Linked DNA regions of Danio rerio: region 2 is linked to region 1. The links are chromatin contacts, called in public Micro-C maps. All regions are on one chromosome and are shown on one strand. Each heading gives the region's core, a stretch centred on a gene start, on an enhancer-like site or on the middle of the called end of the contact. The rest is flanking DNA. Distances are from core to core; before and after follow the strand shown. Region 1 holds the start of cbx8b (chromobox homolog 8b). Region 2 holds the start of si:dkey-10p5.10 (a long non-coding RNA gene).

Region 1 (4,234 bases), core at 153-2,652:
AGTCTATTATAAGAAAAAAGCTTAACATGGCATAATGTACCTTAACAACAAGTGGGGAAAACCACTTAAAAATTTCAATCAGACTGTACTCATGACAAACACTTTTCTGTTGTCAAAAGACTGAGCTCTTATTTCTGTGATTGAAAACTATGACATTTAGCATTTTCTTCATATTAAAGTCCATTATAAAAGTAAACAGCATAGCATGGCTTAGTGTATCTTACCATGTGGGGAAAACCAAAAATATATCAAATTTTACTTGTAATTAACACAAACTACTACCAAAAGGTTAAGCCTTAATTGCGTAGATAAAGTGAACAATGTCACATTAAGCATTTTATCCCCATTAAAGTCATTATAAAAGCTTGATGTGGTTCCACCAAGAAACAATCAAAATTTCTATAAAAACACTCACAATAAACACTTTCTCCTGCCAAAAGATCAAGCTTCTATTTAGTGCATAAAGTGAACATTATCACTTTAAGTATTCTTAACGTGACTCTGTCTGGGTAAAACAAATTAAAATAAAATTCAATACTTTCTGCTGTCAGGGAATGCTCTTGTGTTCATGTCACTGACCCCCCAATAACATCCTACAGGGAGAAAGTGTAACATAATATTGTTCTCACTTCAGAAGTGAAAACAGGGCTCATTCTTCTGATTATTTAACAAGTTAGTTAGTTACTATTTACAAGTAAAAGTTGACATAAATGTGTTTTTTGTTTAGGTACGGGTAGCTACACGTTATGCTTTTTCCTTTTAAATGTGTTATTGTTCACTCTATCTATGGAATTGCGACTTCTTTTTTCACAGATAGTGTTAATTACAAATAAGGTTGGACGGAAATTTCGGTTTCTGGTTGATGTTTAGGTACAATTAGCCACGTCAAGCGTTTTTCACCTTGTGTGTTTTAGAATAACCCGTTGACAGGGCCAGCTAAATGTTGCAGCATGTCATCTGTCAAAACCAGTGTGCAGCAATAACCAGAAGCTAACCTGTCAATGAGAATATATGGCCCTCGCAACATCTAGAAGGGCTGACAGCCATCGCTGTCACAAAACACCAAAACAAGGAACAACAGACAAAATAGGTATTACTTACTTAGGTGACCAACCCTTCCATTTCACGAGATATTCCATGTGACCCTGCGCGTGCCGTCAAACAGAAAAAAATCGTTAACGCTAATGAAAGCCGACGACATGAGCAGACATGTAACGTTACAGAATATGTCGACATCATTCTTGGACAACATTCCCCCACACATACCCGGCGTATTCGTCTCTTGATGATCGATTCAGCAGCAAACACCCTCTCCCCGACAGCCGACAGCTCCATGTTTTCCTTCTACCGTTAGCTTGCAGCGAAGCTAGCTGAGCGCAAGCTCTGTCCGCCTACTGCTCTAGCTTCAGAATTGCACACAGCCCATAATACTCTCACACACAACCAGACGTCATCACGTTTTTTATCATGTTGCCTTGGCACCGCTTGAGGGTGGAAACCATAAGTGGAAACATTTCGATCATTGGCTCAGCTGTTGCTAGGTTGCTTGCTTTGGGAGTGGACAGGCGGGGCTACCTGTTTGAAAAGAAGTGTGAACGCCACAGAGGGTAAACTTAATCGTATTAATTACATTATAATTAGAACATAGGGATGTATAATCATATAAACGTAAACAGAAGAAGGATTACCTATAGTTCTTCTTTTCTAAACAAACACAATCTGAGATTTGAAAGGTCATTTGCCAATAACAAATTTTCTGCTGAGTATTCCGCGTAAATCAGATTCTCCTTTTTACATGTAGCCTTACGACAAAATCCATGTCATGAAAATGATCACACGTTATCCAGTAACGCTAGTCCACTTGGAAGTTTTAATTTCAAATTTCCCTTTCGAAAAAAAAAAAAAATAGACAGGTTTATATAATCATTTCATATACATATAGGTTATTTGTTATATCTTTAGGCTATTTTGCAGCCATAAGTAATTGAGACATTATAATAAAATACAAACAGCGATGATAATATTCCATTCATTAATATTGTCAAATTTTGGTTTAAAATAAAAAATTCATTCATTCATTTTCTTGTCACCTTAGACCCTTTATTAATCCGGGGTCGCCACAGCGGAATGAACCACCATCTTATCCAGCAAGTTTTTACGCAGCGGATGCCCTTCCAACCGCAACCCATCTCTGGGAAACATCCACACACACATTCACATACACACTCATACACTACGGACAATTTAGCCTATCCAATTCACCTGTACCGCATGTCTTTGGACTGTGGGGGAAACCGAAGCACCCGGAGGAAACCCACACGAAGGCAGGAAGAACATGCAAACTCCACACAGAAACGCCAACTGAGCCAAGGTTCGAACCAGCGACCCTGCGACCTTTTTGCTGTGAGGCGACAGCACTACCTACTGCGCCACTGCCTCGCCTAAAATAAAAAATACAGCACAATAATAAATTATTATTCTATAAAGGAAATAGAAAAGGCAGTCCTAAACAATTTATGTTTATCAAGTCTAGATAATTGCTATTAATAAACCATAATGTTAATGTAAATATTCGTTGATTGTTTGTAATGAACCAATCAAGGCCAATTTATAAAAAGCAACTATAGAGCCTTTTTGGAGAATAGCTTGCCAAATTATACATTTTTTTGGTGACAACAAATAAAATAGCCTTTTTTTATTACAAATAAAACTAACAAATAGCCTATTGTGGATATTATCTCTTCCAAAAAATTAACACAAAAAATATTTTAAGGAAGGTTTTTTTTTTTGTCTTTTCATTGGTCCCGTATGAGATGTCAAACAGTGGTGCGGCCGCCATTTGTGTGATCGAACTATGCTGTCAGCAGGGATGGGCAAAAATACATTGAAATACATTTCTTCGCAAACCTTACTTCAATAGGCATATTTGATCAATCCCTTCACCATTAAACTGACTTTCTCTTTCATTTTAGCATTCATTTTGTACAAATTTCATACAGAAAATCCTGTCTTGAAGATGATCTGTTAAATCACTCTAAAAACATTCTAATGCAGATGATGAGTTAATAATATAGTACTATTTATCTTTATTGTGTTTCCATCCATTGCATGGCCAATGAAATTGCAACCATCGCCTAACAGTCTTATATTTTAAAGGGTGATATATAAAGATGTTAAATTATTTATTTTTGTTCAATAAATGTAGTTTTTAAAATCTTCAATACTTAATGTAAAACCACGATGTCTGAAAGCTACTAAAACTAGTATGTTGTTTGTCTTATTTTCTTGGCATCTACATCAGCAATCCATCTAAAACTACTATTACTACTATACTGATTTGTACAGTAAACTCATTATTCCCAGATGTTTTCAGTTCATCTTTAACTGAAACAGTCTATTTACCCTATAAGTGAACACTACAATCTTTAGGTGTTTTATATTTCTAAACATTCTCTGCATTTCCACCTGCAGCACTGAGACTGAGAATGATTATGGGCTGAAGGCTTCACATACTGTTCTTAAGAACTGATATTTTATCTCATTTCTTCAGCAAAGATGCTGATCCAAATTGTACACTAAACTGTCATTACAGATTACTGGTCTTAGCATTGTGTAGTATACTATTTTTAATGATTGTGGACTTGTTTCCAAATCTACCCATGCCATTTATCAGTTATTTCCTTTGGGCCCTATCATACACCTGGTGCAATAAGTTGCAAGACGGGTTTGCCTCGTCATTTTGCTATTTTCAGACCAGCGCAACCTTAATTTTCCCGTTTTGCACCACGTTGTTTAAATAGTAAATTCACTTGTGCCACTCTGTGGACTCATGGGTGTTCCGGTCTAGAAAAGAGGTGTGTTAAGGCGCATTGTTGTAGCATTGCTATTTTGATAATACACACAGGATGTACAGCAATACACAGATATCTTACACAAATATCTTTACATATAAAAACAATTAAACAATTAAAATGTTACAAAAAATATTTTCTACATAAATATAAAAACCACTGCCTCCAGGCCTTCTTTACCTCGAGGGGCTTTTTCAGTGTATTCTTGACTATCTGCATTTGTAAAATATTATTATTATTAGCAGTATTATTTATTATATGCACCTTTATATTTGTTTTAATAAAAGCAAGTTTAGATTTATCCACCTGTGGGGTTTTAGAGAAGTCTGCATCACCATATGGGACTTAAGAACAGGATGTATGTTTGGATATTACTCAGTTTA
Region 2 (3,683 bases), core at 69-2,568, 160 kb before region 1:
ATCTGAAATGATATACTGTGCAGACCTAATACGAGAAGACCAACACAGCTGACACACTACAGTTTTCAAGCATCTCTTAACCTTACTAACTCCTCACTGTTTACTAGAGAGATTACAGTGTGTTTAGGACAACATTTGAGCCTTTGCCTATCAATCCGTTTAAAAGGAACTGTAAACTACATATATTGTACACATGTTGTATGGACCCTCCCTCATTTATTTTTAATCATATTATTATTATTATTTTTATTATCCACACAATGGAAGTAAACTTATAACATAACTATTTGGTAACTAAACATTCCATCTTCAATCTTGTGTTTTACAGTTAATCAACTTACAGGGAACATAATTTTATATTGAAATGCATTTGAGAAAGGACACGAGGTTGTATATTTTTGCATCACAACAAATAAAGACACTGTTAATTCTAGCTACACTATTATTTTGTGACTGTAGAATGAGACTATAATGTCATTATAAGAGCAGCTGCACAATTGTTTTCGGTTAATTTGCATTTTTAAAATAGTTAATGAAACAAATAACACGTCTTTGCTGTTGGTGCGTTCATTACCTTTCTTATATAAATACACAATAGCAATATGCATTCTGCGTCACCCAAAGAAATCTTGCAAATGAAAAGAGATGATGTTTGATTATATTGTGTTAGTGGCTATTATAGCGTAATAGTGTTTTATACTGTTACTGTATGTACACATGACTGAGCCCAGGTAGGCTACATCAGGCAACTCTTCATATTTACAAGTATAACGAAGTGTGAGCCATTCGTGTTTACATAGCGTGACATGGCATCTTTCACAACAATATCAACGTTTTAACCTTAATTTTAAACACAATAGAGTAATACTGTCGACGTAATCATCAATTTAAAATAGCCACGAGAGACAGCAAGTTACAACAACTTTGCACTGATTTACAGGCCATTTTCTGCCTATAAGGCCAGGCATATATCTCTCAATTGGCAAAATCCCCATCCATGCTGCTTTGAATTCAATATATGTGATCTAGTATTAGAGAGGTTCTGGTGGAGGCATAAAAAGACATTTTATAAATGATGAACGGCGTCAGACATGCACAGGCAAACATAATCATCAGCTGACATCCCTGCTTGCACAAACAACGCGATAAACAATCATGGAGACTCACCGAAGGATCGTCGATGTTAGCCGAATAACCAACGCAATGTGAACAATCATTCGTACACAATATTCTGTAAAAATATAACAGACCATTTGACAAAAATACACGATCTTCTGCCGCAAGCCCGACCGGGCTGGCGTGATGACGACATGTGGAGGGCGTGTCTTCTTTTGAGAATCAATTAATAAATCAGTGGACAAACGATAAATGTCACTAAATATAATGGGGGTCAGGGACAAGATCGAGGGAAGGATCAGCCGCAGAAAGTTAAAGAAGATTTGCAAACGCAAATGTTCTATTTAAATACAATATTATATATATATATATAGGCTTAAATATCTTGGCGTTGTAATCCCTAAAACTAGACTGGATGAATGGTTGCAAAGGGAAATCTCTATTTTTGAAAGTTTTATTAACAAAAGGGGAATCTTTTTCCATGTGTTTACTCTGTTCCCTTCCCATTTCAATGAGTTGAATTTTCATTTTATTTGGAAGAGGAAAGTTCGTTTTGTTGAAAAAGGAACAATATTAGAAAATTATAAATACGTCTGCAGTCCATAGATTTTGATTGTATGAATGGCATAGATTAAATAACTCATTCATCAAAAACTAAAAATGTTTCGCTAGTGATAATAGTTTCTGCTTCTATATCCAGAAATAATCTATAAATAATATTTTCAAAAGTGAACTCTATAACCTTGTGATTTTTCAATACAGAAACTCCCTGTCAAATTATCAGAATTTCATGATCAGGTTTTTTTATGCTGGAAATTAATTTACAAACATAAATTTTTCCCACATAATAAAATTTGGAACAATATGTACATTTTTAGAAACAAAGAGAACAAAGAGGGTGAGGTTCTGAGTCACAGAAATGTTTGTGAAAAATCTAACTTTGAATGGGATCATGCACTATAACAGGATATTGAAATCTATTCCGTAGGCATTTGTAATGATGTTTAATGTGGTCGCCATTATAAATGACACTTCATCGTGTTGATAAATGGACAAGATTTTATTCAGAGTGAAATACCTAATAAAATAAGATCATTGAACTCAAGATAAATTTCCATTACAAGCTAGTAGAAATAATGTGTATTTTTTCCCCAAGAGCTCTAATATTGGATTAAGAACTATGTTTCTTTCTTTCCCCATACCTCCCAGAGCTAAGAAGTACACTTTAAAAGATTCAATGATATTTTCCCATCTTCAGAGTTTCTTAGACATAGATTTAATTTTGATCACAATAATTGTACATTTTGTGAGGTTGACATTGAAACGACTGCACATTTATTATTTCACTGTTTATTAACCTTCTACTCTGATTCATTTGAGTGGCTAAAAGTTTCTCTCAAGTTGTCTCCAAGTTTTCTAAAAATAATATTTTATTTGGTTTATAAGGGGAAGATGTTAATATTAATTTTGTATTAAATAATATTTAAATTCAGAAATTTTATATTCATAAATGCAAGTGCCTTAAAACAAAACTATTGTTTTGGTTTTCCTAAATTAATTTTGGTAATACTGTAGCCTACATCTTTAAAGTTGGTGAAATCAAAAATTAGGAAGAAGACTGTTTAGTTAAAACAATCTTTTCATAGAAGACCCTGTCGTGTAGGCTAATTATTATTATTATTATAAGGCTGTTATTATTATTATTTGTGTTCTGTTCTGTAAATGTAGGTAAAAGTTGTTAGTGGAATTTGCCTTATTGTATTTGTGTTATAATGTAATAAAAATTAACAATGGTCTTTGGATATATCAGGCGTGACCACAGGGAGCCGCTCGATCCACATCCATTCTCTACCTCACCCCTTCTTTGCAGCTGAGATGAGAACTCAAAATAATATACAAAAAAAAAAAAAAAACTATATATATAATGCCTATATAATGTGGAATAAATTCTGATTTTGAGAAATTCGTTAAAAACAAATAAACATTGCAATTGATTGAGTGTGTCAATTGTTTCACAGTAGAGATGGTTTATTAATAATATTAGTATAAATGAGTGCTTGTTCTAGGTCAGGGAATTTGTTTTAATGAAGTCCTCTGCACACACACGCAAGACGTCGATCCAGTTCTGGGAGGTCCAGGGCCCGGATGCTTACATGCATACTACGATGAAGGACTGTCACTGGCTTATGGATATGAATTAGGAGTAACGCTATCCGCTTATTCAAAACAGTATCTTAACTAAAGAAACAAATTTTCACTAAGATATGTGAATGGACATTCTAGGGTTACTAAGCAACGTCAGACGTTATTAATTTTCATGAAGTAGGCCTTCATCATAGTAGGACTTTCTGCAAGACACAATGCCGCATGTGATCAAAGGAACCAGTTGGTGGCGCTTTAGCGCAACATGATGTACACTGCAAATATGATCTGCCTACAGAAGTCAGATGGATAATTCATTAATAACGAGCACATGGGGTCGCTCTGGTTAAATCAGTGTACATGAAGAATTTCAAAAGCTTGCGTATTAACAAGGCTCACTGTGTCACCGCGTAATATTGACTTTT

What was found. A called contact is a pair of places that touch in the nucleus more often than the background predicts.
Region 2: a contact with region 1 is called in a Micro-C map of caudal fin, with 2.7 times the contacts expected there. The contact joins the promoter of si:dkey-10p5.10 here to the promoter of cbx8b in region 1. A contact is called at or near these places in 3 of 18 Hi-C or Micro-C datasets (caudal fin, hematopoietic stem cells and an unstated tissue).

What each region holds. Positions count from the first base shown.
Region 1 is chr6:24,377,840-24,382,073 of GRCz12tu, reverse strand. It overlaps cbx8b (chromobox homolog 8b), which reads right to left and starts at 1,402. Exons shown (of 5, transcript NM_001024415.2): 1 at 1,267-1,402; 2 at 1,102-1,145. The coding sequence starts at 1,335.
Region 2 is chr6:24,539,975-24,543,657 of GRCz12tu, reverse strand. It overlaps si:dkey-10p5.10 (a long non-coding RNA gene), which reads right to left and starts at 1,318. Exons shown (of 2, transcript NR_170261.1): 1 at 1,168-1,318.